4 separate regions of the Mus musculus genome follow, and all the other regions are linked to region 1. The links are chromatin contacts, called in public HiCAR-type and HiChIP or PLAC-seq maps. All regions are on one chromosome and are shown on one strand. Each heading gives the region's core, a stretch centred on a gene start, on an enhancer-like site or on the middle of the called end of the contact. The rest is flanking DNA. Distances are from core to core; before and after follow the strand shown.

Region 1 (2,700 bases), core at 89-2,588:
CCTCTCTGTCCTCTGTCTCCTAACATATAACCTAACACACACCCCCTCCCCTTTCCTTCTTTCACTTCAAGTTGCTGTCATTTCCTCTCCACAGATTTCCAACGGAATGGCTGGCTCCATGCGCTATACCTCTCTTTCTCTCTGTCTGTCTGTCTGTCTGTCTGCCTCTTCTCATCTTAGTAAACTACTAAGCCAGGCAGCCATTGCAAAAGATCAAACGACAGTCCCATCTCCCAACCCACTTTTTTTCTCTGCCCAACTTTGCCTCTCTACCTTTGCAAGTTCACCCGCCCCTCAACATCCAGCAAAATACATTGTAAATCGTTGCCTTACCGTTTTACGATATCTGCAAACGCTACATTTGTTGCATTTACAAGCCGAAGAAACTTTTGGTAGAAAAAAAAAACCAATTTAGGTGAAAAAAGTAAGTAGGTAGTGGTGGCACACGCCTTTAATCCCAGCACTTGGGAGGCAGAGGCAGGCGGATTTGAATTCAAGGCCAGCCTGGTCTACAGAGTTCCAGGACAGCCAGGGCTACACAGAGAAACCTTGTCTCGAAAAACAAAAGAATGAACTCTAAACCGAGTCCCGTTTGCCTTAGTGCTTCTAAACCAGTCTCCCTAGGAACGACTTGGGTCTTGCTTACCACAGTGGTATACTAGCTAAGGCCAAGCATTGCCTGGCACATAATAGGCATTCCAGGCTAGTGTTTCTAGCCGGAGAAAGGAACACAAGGGCAGGGGAATGAATGAACATTCCAAGACTTGCAGAGTGCATGGCACACCGCCGCAAGTCTAACAAACAAACAAACAAGCAAACAAACAAATCAACAAACGAAGCAGCTGCAAAAGGAGCCCTGTATGCAAGACAGTCCCGAGGGTCCGGCTCGGGGAAGTCGCCCCTCGGAGCACACGGGACCCCACTCCCCGCGCCGCCCGCCGCTCTAGCCCCGCACCTTGGTGTCCACATCGGCCAGGCAGTCCCTGCGGAACTGGTCGAAGAGCCCCTGGCTCTTGAGGTGGTTTACGATCATGGCAACGAGCTGCGGGTCCCCAGCACCAGCCCCCGCGCTTCCCGGCCCGCTCGCTCCCGGGCCAGCCCCAGGGCCAGGCGGCGGAGGCGGCGGCTGTGGTTGCGGTGGCGGCGGCGGAGGCGCGGGCGGCGGTGGCTGCGGCTGCGGGTTGGTGGCCATGGCGTCCCGGACCGGGGAGCCCGCGAGCCCAGGCGGGCAGGCGCTCCGAGGAAGGCGGCTACACAGGTCCCGCCGCCTGAGGGAAGCCAACGGGATGTTGTTACGGAACCAGCGGATCTAGAGCAACCCCGGAAGTGAAAAGGAACTGAGGGAAAGGAGGAAAAGGCGGTGACAGCAGCAACTCAAGTCTGGCTACCGGGGCCGCGGCGGGCCAATTCCAGCCGCCTCGAGGCGCGGGCGCCCTCACGAGGCTGAGACGGGCGGGAACAAGTTGTGGTGGCGGCTGCCGCCGGGGAGCGAAACAGAGAGCCGGGTAGGAGCGTGCGCCCGCTGGCTCTCCACCTGTAGCTTCAGCTCAGAGGAGGCAGGAGTGAAGCGTTGGTTTAGTTTCACTGTTGCGGCTGCCCCAAGCCCGCCGCAGTGCGAAGCAGCCGTGGACTTTCTTTCTTTCTTTCTTTCTTTCTTTCTTTCTTTCTTTCTTTCTTTCTTTCTTTCTTTCTTTCTTTCTTTCTTTCTTTCTTTCTTTCTTTCTTTCTTTCTTTCTTTCTTTCTTTCTTTCTTTCTTTCTTTCTTTCTTTCTTTCTTTCTTTCTTTCTTTCTTTCTTTCTTTTTCCACCCACCCATCCCATTCTTCTGGTGTGTCTATCTCACTTGCTCCAACCTACAACCTCCCATTACTGTCTCTTAAGTAAGCTACGAGGGTTTTGCTGCACATGACGGTACTAGCGAGTGAAATCTGTATAGAGTTGTGTCTCAGGCATGACCCGTACACGCGTTAAGGCGTTTAGTCCTTGGGTGACACCTAAGACTGAGTCCTTGTATGATCGGGCTAGTTTTATGTCACCTTGACACAAGCTAGAGTCATCTATGAGGAGAGCACCCTAGTTAAGAAGAATGCCTCCCTAAGATCTGGCTCTAGGCAAGCCTGTGGGATGTTTTCTTAATTAATGTAGGATTAACTAATTAATTGATGTAGGAGGGTCCAGTCCATTGGAGGGGGCTACCCCTAGGCTGGTGGTCTTGAGTTCTGTAAGAAAGTATGCAGAGTAAGCCAGAGGGAGCAAGCTACTCGAGTACTCCAGGACCCTTGCCTTGGCTTCTGCCTCCAGGTTCCTGCCCTGTTTGAGTTCCTGTCCTGACTTCCTCTGATGAGAATGAACAGTGATAATGAAAGTATAAACCAAATTGCCCGCACCCCGCACCCCAGTTGCTTTTGGCCCTGGTGTTTCATTGTAGCAGTAGTTACACTCAGACATTCTACTAATTCCAATTTGCACATCAGGAAACCACGTAAATCATACAGAGTTGCACAGCGGGGGGGAAATCGCCTGACCTGGGACGGCGTTGTCTTTAAAATCTGTTCTTAAAGCTGAGTGGTGGTGCTTTTAATCCAGAAGCAGAGGCATGCAAATCTCTTGAGTTCAAGGCCCCTCCAGTCTACAGGTCTACAGAGTTCCAGGACAGCCAGAGAAATTCTGTCTCAAAAACAAATCAAAACAAAAAATTAA
Region 2 (2,700 bases), core at 123-2,622, 2.0 Mb after region 1:
AGGTCCCTAACACATATACAGCAGAAGAGTGCTGGGTCTGGACTCAGTCAGAGAAGATGCACCTAACCCTCTAGATACTTGGGGCCCCAGGGAGTGAGGAAGTCTGGTGGGGTGGGGGGTAGGGATAGGGGTGGGGACATCCTCTTGGAGAGGGGGTGGGGAGGAGGAGGTGAGGGAATGTACCAGGAGGGAGATGAAGTCTGGACTGTAAAAAAAGATTAAAGAATGTATTTTTAAAAAAGAAAAAGAAAACACAGGAAAAAAAAGAAAGAGAGGGAGAGAGGCACACAAAATGAATAAGCAAAATGACAGCAAACGTTTAAAAAAAAATGAAATGCACAGTCTAAAAAAGTCCTCCTGACATACGGAGCTGCAGAGACTTACTCTCCTGCTGCCTTCGGAAGGATTCTCTGTCATCCTGTAGTATAGCTGCAATGCTGCTTTCCCGCATCTTAAAACAGAACAAGGGGCTTTCCTGCCCCAGCTCTTGCATCCAGTACCCTCTGCCTGAAAAGTGTCCCGTGAAAATCCTGTGTCATGATCCATTCTGTGACAAGTCTCTGTTTAAGCAGAAGAGTGCGGGGTCTTCTTGGGAAGGAGAGCCAGGAAGAGCCTTTGTATTTGGGGTTCCCATGTGGGATGAAGTATTACTGCACATGAGATGGGTTGCGAGCATCCTATCAACTCTAAAATCCTACCTTTGTCAACCCCCTAGAGTAAGCAGCAATAACTTACATTTATTGAGTAATCGGTTGTTATGTCTTAGGGATTATGCTAAACACCTAGGAGGTATTAAGCCATCTAATCAAAGCAAGCTTTGATGTAATGAATGTGAGGCTCTGCTCACATCTATCTAGTTCAGAGAGGTAAGTTTATCTTAACAGCACTTTACCATCTGGGGCTGGGTTTGAACTGATACCTCCTGAGAAGAGGGGCAGAGTAAAGCTGAGACTTTAAAGATACTTGGGCAGGATTTTTATCAAAGCTCAGAAGTAGAGGTAAGCAGGCCATTCATTGCCAGGCATTTGGGTGAACAGAGAGAGAGAGGGAGGGAGGAGAGGGAGAGGGAGAATAATTTTACACACACACATACACACACACCTGAGCATAAGTAGCAAACATGTCAAGTGTCAAGGTTGTTGGTCAGGAGTATTCTGAAGCTGTTGTTTGTGTACCAGCAGAGGCTAAAGTGCTGTCTTCTCTTGGAGAGAGAGGTTCTGGTCAGTTTGCTCTGGAGTCTGGAAGTAAGCAGTTGGAGTGCCTGTTGACAACCCAAGAGCCTTATTAGTCCAGTCACCTCCGTGGAACTTTGGAGCAGGAGTAGGGGGTGGGAAAGGAAGCAGATAAAAGCAAGTGAAAAAAAGGAGGAGGGGCAGGCTCTGACCCAGTCAGCCCTGTGCTCTCTTCCTGCCTAGCCTGGGCCAGTCTTCGGGAGCCCAATGGCTAACTATGAATTTAGCCAGGTGTCTGGGGACAGACCTGGCTGCCGCCTCTCTAGGAAAGCCCAGATCGGTCTCGGAGTGGGTCTCCTGGTCCTGATCGCCTTGGTAGTAGGGATCGTGGTCATACTTCTGAGGCCGCGCTCACTCCTGGTGTGGACTGGAGAGCCTACCACGAAGCACTTTTCTGACATCTTCCTGGGACGCTGCCTCATCTACACTCAGATCCTCCGGCCGGAGATGAGGTGAGTTGGCTTCTGAGGCTCACTCTAGGCACAGTGCGCAGCGGGACACCGGGGAAGCAGGCTGTGACTCAGCTGGAGCTCTCGCGGCGGGGGGGAATCTTCCAGATTGTCCCAAACAAAGAATCTTGTGTTGTGGATCAGCTGGAAGCCGAAGGGCAGTGCTGAGCGGAAGGTCTCCTGTTCAAGTTACCAGAACACCGCCTGCACAATGCCTCCTCCGTTTTGGCAGTGTCTGTGATGGGGGCGCCGATCCTTGCTGAGCTCTGCAAAGATGCTCGCTTCCCACAGAGGGTCCTGAACTCTGAAGGAACCCTTAGGGCTATCTTTGGCCACAGCCATGCTTCTGGGACAAAGATTACTCTCAGGCACAGGAACTTCACATTGTCTTTTGGCTTGTGGTTTCCATCAGACACCGCCCCTGCCCAGAAAGTTAAGGTCACAGGCGACATTTAACTAGGTGGCTTGCTCAGCTTGCTGTGGGGGTGGAAGGGGCCAGGAGGATTTTTGTGAATTCAAGGTTAACAAGGGCTGCACAGCAACATTGTAAATTCCAGGACAAGCTTGGGTTACAAAGAGAGACCTGACTCAAAATAAGTTAATTAATTTTAATTAATTACAACACAAAGAAAACAAAAAACAAGCCCAAACAGCATCCTGGTCTTTTTTTTTTTTTGCACCTGATCATTAATAAAAACAAAACAAGACAGACTGTCAAAACTGAAATATTACTCATCAGGTAAGCGAAATCCACTTGGTGATCCTGTGTAGACCCTTGGGAACATCATCTTCATTGGTCAATAGAGTCAGCCCATAGAACCCCTTCCACCCACTACCTGCCCCAGAGGGAATGATTTATGTTGCTTCTCCCTGGCATCATTTTAACGTAGAACTGATTTCTGAAGTCAAACAGAAAGCCCAGCAGGCTGGGAAGGCACACGCAGAAACCCAACTTCACATTCTGTCTTCAGATGCACACACTTCCCGGGTGCTCGAATGCTCAGTGGTTTGGGTCCTGG
Region 3 (2,700 bases), core at 117-2,616, 2.3 Mb after region 1:
TTTGGGTCTCTAGTGAGTTAGGGTGGAGGGGTCCACAAAGGACTTTAACCGTTCGCTTGCTTAACAAAGGCCAGCAACCGCCCACAAGAAGCCGAGCAAACCATTCTCCGCCTGGGCATGAGAAAAGTCCACAACTGAACAAGAGAGCAACAGAGCGAGCTCCCGGAGGAAGCAGTAGCTGCAGGAAGCGCCGGTACCTTTGCTCCGCTGCCTTTCCCTACAAGCTGCCGCCAGACCCGGCGCCCTCCTGCCCACCTTCCCCCCTTCTCAGGGGCCTTTCCCGGGCTGCGGAACACAAAAGAACCGACTGCGAGGCGGCGCGCGAAGCTGGGAGCCTCCAGGAATCCGCCGTCGCCTGGGGGAGGGGATCGCCCCTGAGTCCTGTAGTCCGGAGCGCCACCAAGGCATTTCCCCACCCAGTCCTGTTTGAACGCCGGGTTGAGGATTGGAACCTCTCCGACCCATTCTCGGGAACTTAGCTCGAGCCCCGATCCTCCAGCAGCCACGAAGCTCTGCTCAGTCCACATTCCTCTTTGTTGTCCCTGGTCCCCGCATTCTGTCAAGGTATGCCCTGAGCGCTCCTGCTCTCCATCTCTAGGAAAGCTGAAATTCTCGGTGCTGTGTGACCCTAAGGGCTGACTGGAGCCAGGACTTCCAGCCCGGGTGCGTGCGCTTGGCAACGGCCGCAGGGAGGCGGTTTGCCCTTGCACCGGCATCGCCCTCCCGCTGCGGCCAGTAGCACTGTGAGCTGCACATAGGTAGCAGATGGTGGCTGGTGGCCGGGAGTCCCACGTCCTGTCCCCCTCCCCCAGCCTACCCCCCACCTTGGCCTTTCCTGGAGTTTTCCTTACCGCAAAAGAGTTCTCAAGACCCAGACCGAACCTCCTCTCGCCGCCCTTCCCGAAAGCGGGCCGGTGGCCTGAAAGTCTCACCGCCTCCTGCTCTTGTCTCCGGAACCCAGCGACCTCCACCCCTCCACAGGATGGAAGGAGTACCGGAGCGGAGCAATGTGCCGCGGAGAGGAGCCGGCCACCGCCGCGGGAAAAAGTTTGCACGCTCTATAACCAGTCCTCCAGACCCTGGGCTCGCCCACTGGCCGAGACCCACACCACCCTGCAGCCCCTCCAGCTTCGGGAAGACAAACTAGGTTCCCGCCACCTGCTGTGGAGGCAGAGGAAGACGTTGCTCGAGCTTCTCCACTCCTCATCCCTGCCCTGGGTGTTCTAGAAGAGGGGGAGCTCAGCGCCCCGCGCTGGGTCGGCACTCGGAGCAACTCACCTCTCCGGTCCAGCTCTCCTCCGGGTCTCGGAACCCTCCAGCCCCTCGCCTCTAAGCTGGGCTCCTTCCACTTAATTCATGAATTATTTAAGGTCCAGCCCCAGGGCACCACAAGAGTGATTGGGTGAGAGCCCGTCCCACTGCTCCGCCCCGGGTTGGCTAAGGGTGCCTGAGTCAGGACCACGGGACTCCAGGACTCTGGGAACCTGTTGCGTCCTCTAGGGTCTCTGGCAGAGGTTTGGGGATGGAACTAAAGGAACACCGACTCCTTCAGAAACGTACTTACTCAGGGCTGAGCTTAAGGCCAGGTGCCGGGGTCTCCACAAGGCTCGGTAATTTAAAGAGCAGGAGCCTAGGGCTCTGAGTCTGAGCGCACTGATTGGACCTTCTGAGAGGCTACAATGCCCTGGGGACACCCACGGGACAGAGCATTTATTTCCTGCTGAAATCCCTGCTCAGTCCCAGAACACCCTTCTCTATCACCTAATCCTAAATCGCTGCTTGGAAGGCCGCTAGCTCCTAAAATCTCTAACCTCCACACTTTCCTGGCTCTTTAGACACGATACCGGTACTCAGTGCATTTTATTTAAAACAACTAAAAAACAAACAAACAAACAAAAATCATCTAAGGGGGAGAAAAATTGGCTGTAGTGTATCCCTGTGCTATCAGGGACAAACACAACGCTGGTCCTTTTGATCAATTACATTCCTGGATTCAACCAAAAGTGGGTAGAGAATAGACCAAGGAAGAATAGCGCCTCTGGGACATTTTTACCATCAAAGGATGCGTATTAATTGTGTGCGGGTTGTTAGGTAGATGGACGGAGAGATGAAAGAATGGCTGCACAGATGTTGGAAGAATAGGTATGTGGACACATGGCCTTTTAAAAATAGTTTACGTGTATGAATGTTTTGCCTGCATGAATGTATGTGTAGCACTTTACCGTGGAGTTGGTCAAAAGAAGGTGTTGGCTTCCCTGTCACTGGAGTTACAAAGGGTTGTGAGCTGCCATACGGGCTGGGTGCAGGGAATTAAACTCTGCAAAGAGGGAGTGCCTCTGCCAAAACAACCGATGCTTTATACCACTCACCAATCTCCCCAGCCCTGACAAATGAACTTTAATTTAGTAATTTTCTCACCACAAAATATAGCATACACTGAGGATGGGCAGGGGAAGGTGAAATTGAAATTGACCTCTACACGGCGAAGGTGTAGAAAGAGTTCATTCAGAAAGACCACTGAGAAACCACGGAAAACTGAAGCAAGCAGTGTTGGAGTACTAGAGAAGTCTAAGATGGCCAGTTCTCCCCTTTACAGTCTCCTGGGCTCCACAGCTTTCCTGCTCAGAGGCAGACAGGCTACTGAGGATGGTGTTAGCTTGAGACTTGAGTTCTCTCTCCTGGGAGCTCCTAGCTGTCCCC
Region 4 (2,700 bases), core at 110-2,609, 2.4 Mb after region 1:
AGACTTTGGTTTACTTAGGTATTGCCAATTTAGAAAGCAAACATTCCTGCAAGCAAGTGTTTAACTGACAACTAAACCAAATAGAAAATAAAGGGGGAAAAAAAAAACCAAACAAACAAGGCACACAGCTGGTGCCTGAGTTTTCAAAGATATGGAGACTGATGCAAAACTCTATGTCCAATTCTGAGAATTAGCAAGTCTATCAGGATCTATCCACCAGTCTTACAGACTTTTAGGACTCCTATAATTTCAATACCCATAGTGAATGGAGTCAACCTTATAACTTGAACGAGTATTTATATAAGCTGCAGGACCTTATTCCACTGCATTAGCTCAGAATAAGTTGGAAGAAATGTCATCAAGTTGCTGTCCAAGATCTTGGATCTACGATGCAAGAATTAAAATGCAATCACTATTATACCCAATGAAACGGCCAAGCCAAAACTTTCCCTTTTGCTTCCGGGCTTAATAGAACGCTTCAGTGTAAATACCAAAGCTGTTAAAAGTTCTTAATAAGATCCTTGAACACAGGGGATTGTAATATTTTAACAGTATGCTTCAGAGCTTATGGACAGTAGGGCTTAAAAGTGGTACGTATTTTCTTGTGTGACAAACTGTTTCTTCTGGCTTAAGTTTTAGTTTAGGAAAACTCCACATGTAACATTTTAAGGGGTGCCGCACATTTCTGTTTGAGAGAAAACTGCTGAACTTCACGGTCACGACCACACTGTCAGCTGAGTCTACGAAAAATGGATTCGGCGGGCAAGTTAACAGGTTTCCGAGACTCAACTTCGCATAAAACCATAGGGGGAAGAGTCACCTCGGCATTGACATCGCCTAGAAAGCCCTGCGTTTCCCATTTTTGACCTCCTTCGGATGTGGGAGATGCCTGTCACTGTTGAGGCCGGTCGCGAACTCTCGGGGACCGGGGACCGACGATCTCCCGGGCGCACCTGGCTCGGGGATGGCTGCGGGAACGTCGGGCCGCGCGCACTAGCCGCCGGGGTAGCTGTCACCGGCCGTGGGGACATGGGAGCCACCGGAGCCGCGGCCGCTCCGCGCGCAGAGGGAAGGCGCTGGCGTCCCCGCCACCACAGCCCGGTCGGCCCCTCGGTAGCCCGCCGCGGCCTAGTGCCGCCCGCCCGCCCGCTCGCTCGCTCGCCTCACCTGCGCGGCCGCGGCGCTTCTCCCGCCGCCGGTCGCTCTCGTAGAAGCCCAGCGTCTCGGTGTGTTGGGGCGCGGGCCCATGGCCGCCACCACCCGGCTGCTCCGCCTCGCCGCGGCCGGTCCGCTCGGGGCCGTCCGCGCCGCCACCGCCGCCTTCTCCCGGGGCGGCCGCGTCGCAGACGCCCGCCATGTTCCGAGAGCCACACACTGTCCCCGCCACCTCCCTCCAGCCGCCCGCCCGGCCTCCGCCTCCCGCCGGCCCCCTCGCCGCCTCGCCCCGCCCCTCGCCCGGGCAGCCGCCATCCGTAGCCCGCCGGCCGGCGCGCGCCATTGGCGTCAGCGGCGCGTGGGAGGCCGCGGTGGCCGCCGCCACGGCCGCCGCCATCTTCTTCCTGCCGTCGCCGTGGCGCGCGGCGGGCTCTGCGGACCGGGGCGCCGCGCCGGGCTCCATGCCGCCGGGTCGCGCGGTGGGGGACGGTGGGCGGCAGCGGGGCTCGGCGTGGTTGTCCGCGCGGCCGGAGCCCCTTGTGCCCGTGCGGTGGCCGGAGTGCGCCGGCGCGACCCGCCTGGCCTTGGCTGCACGGCGACTGGGGCCGGGCTCCAGCTCTGTGGCTCCCGCCGGCGCCGACCCGGTGGCTCTGCTGTCTTGGCTGCATCTCTCCTGCATATTTATGATCGTCTGTCACATTCCCTGTCCGTGGACAGTGTCCAAAGCCTAGCTCGGGGGAGCGTGCCAACAGGTGGGGGACTCGGCCCGACGGGCAAAGTGCTCGATGCGCCTAAAGCGCCGGGGACATTCTGGGTTGCCTTTCGGGAATAGGGTTATGTGACTGCGGGTGGCAGCCAAGGCGGCCTGGTTCTGTCAGATTGTCACCGCTTGCCGTGAGACTTGTGACCCTTACCCCCTCACTGGTAGTCACGGATAGCCGCGCTGAGACCAACGGATGCTCGCTGGGTGCAAATGAATCCGCCTCAGCCTTGGAAGACCTTCACCTGGGATTCCTACATTCTTGCTGTGCGCTCCTGTAACGCACGCGGTGGCCCCTGGATTGCCTTCATGCCCACTTCGGAATTAACCTGCATTGTGGCAACTTTTTAAATGAGTAGAAGCATAGCAAATACCTCTTCACTCTCTAAACTGCCCTACACTTAAGCCGAGAAGCGATGGAGCAGGCCTAGAACATCCAGGAGAGCCTTAGAGATGGAAAGCTAGATACCCGATTGCAAACTCCGCAACTTTTCTGTACTGTACTGCAGCAAGGCCATTTGACAGTAGGGCGGGATGAAGGGATAGGAGGGTTAAAGAGGAACTTGCAAAGTCCAAGAAATCCCAATCCCAATTCAATGTAAACTTTACATTGTGGAAAACCAAACACTGCAGAGAATATTATTTAAAGTCAGTTTGGTTTTATTTGGTAAAACTGGATCTTAAAAACAGTGCCCTTGACAAAGCTCCAGCATCATGAAAATCAAAAGACACAGAGTTTTATATACTGTAAGGTTTCCTCCAACCTAAGTTTATTATCTGTGTTC

The links. HiCAR-type assays count read pairs that join an accessible place to other places. HiChIP or PLAC-seq counts read pairs in DNA pulled down with a chosen protein or histone mark.
Region 2: a contact with region 1 is called in an H3K27ac HiChIP or PLAC-seq map of embryonic stem cells, with 5 times the contacts expected there. The contact joins the promoter of Cd38 here to the promoter of Bod1l in region 1. A contact is called at or near these places in 5 of 39 promoter capture datasets (embryonic stem cells, hippocampal neurons, liver and 1 more) and 2 of 115 datasets of contacts at active chromatin or transcription factors (embryonic stem cells and large pre-B cells).
Region 3: a contact with region 1 is called in a HiCAR-type map of astrocytes, with 6 times the contacts expected there. The contact joins the promoter of Prom1 here to the promoter of Bod1l in region 1. A contact is called at or near these places in 1 of 39 promoter capture datasets (embryonic stem cells) and 1 of 115 datasets of contacts at active chromatin or transcription factors (astrocytes).
Region 4: an H3K27ac HiChIP or PLAC-seq map of double positive thymocytes shows a contact between it and region 1, with 9 times the contacts expected there. The contact joins the promoter of Tapt1 here to the promoter of Bod1l in region 1. A contact is called at or near these places in 2 of 39 promoter capture datasets (the C10 cell line and liver), 1 of 484 Hi-C or Micro-C datasets (CD8 T cells), 4 of 115 datasets of contacts at active chromatin or transcription factors (double positive thymocytes, large pre-B cells, pro-B cells and 1 more) and 2 of 9 other capture datasets (adipose tissue and liver).

What each region holds. Positions count from the first base shown.
Region 1 is chr5:41,842,977-41,845,676 of GRCm38.p6, forward strand. It overlaps Bod1l (biorientation of chromosomes in cell division 1-like), which reads right to left and starts at 1,339. Exons shown (of 26, transcript NM_001310601.1): 1 at 956-1,339. The coding sequence starts at 1,192.
Region 2 is chr5:43,867,437-43,870,136 of GRCm38.p6, forward strand. Cd38 (CD38 antigen) reads left to right here and starts at 1,373. Exons shown (of 8, transcript NM_007646.5): 1 at 1,373-1,684. The coding sequence starts at 1,440.
Region 3 is chr5:44,100,370-44,103,069 of GRCm38.p6, forward strand. Prom1 (prominin 1) reads right to left here and starts at 1,367. Exons shown (of 28, transcript NM_001163577.1): 1 at 1,279-1,367.
Region 4 is chr5:44,225,247-44,227,946 of GRCm38.p6, forward strand. It overlaps Tapt1 (transmembrane anterior posterior transformation 1), which reads right to left and starts at 1,360. Exons shown (of 14, transcript NM_173764.3): 1 at 1,168-1,360. The coding sequence starts at 1,357.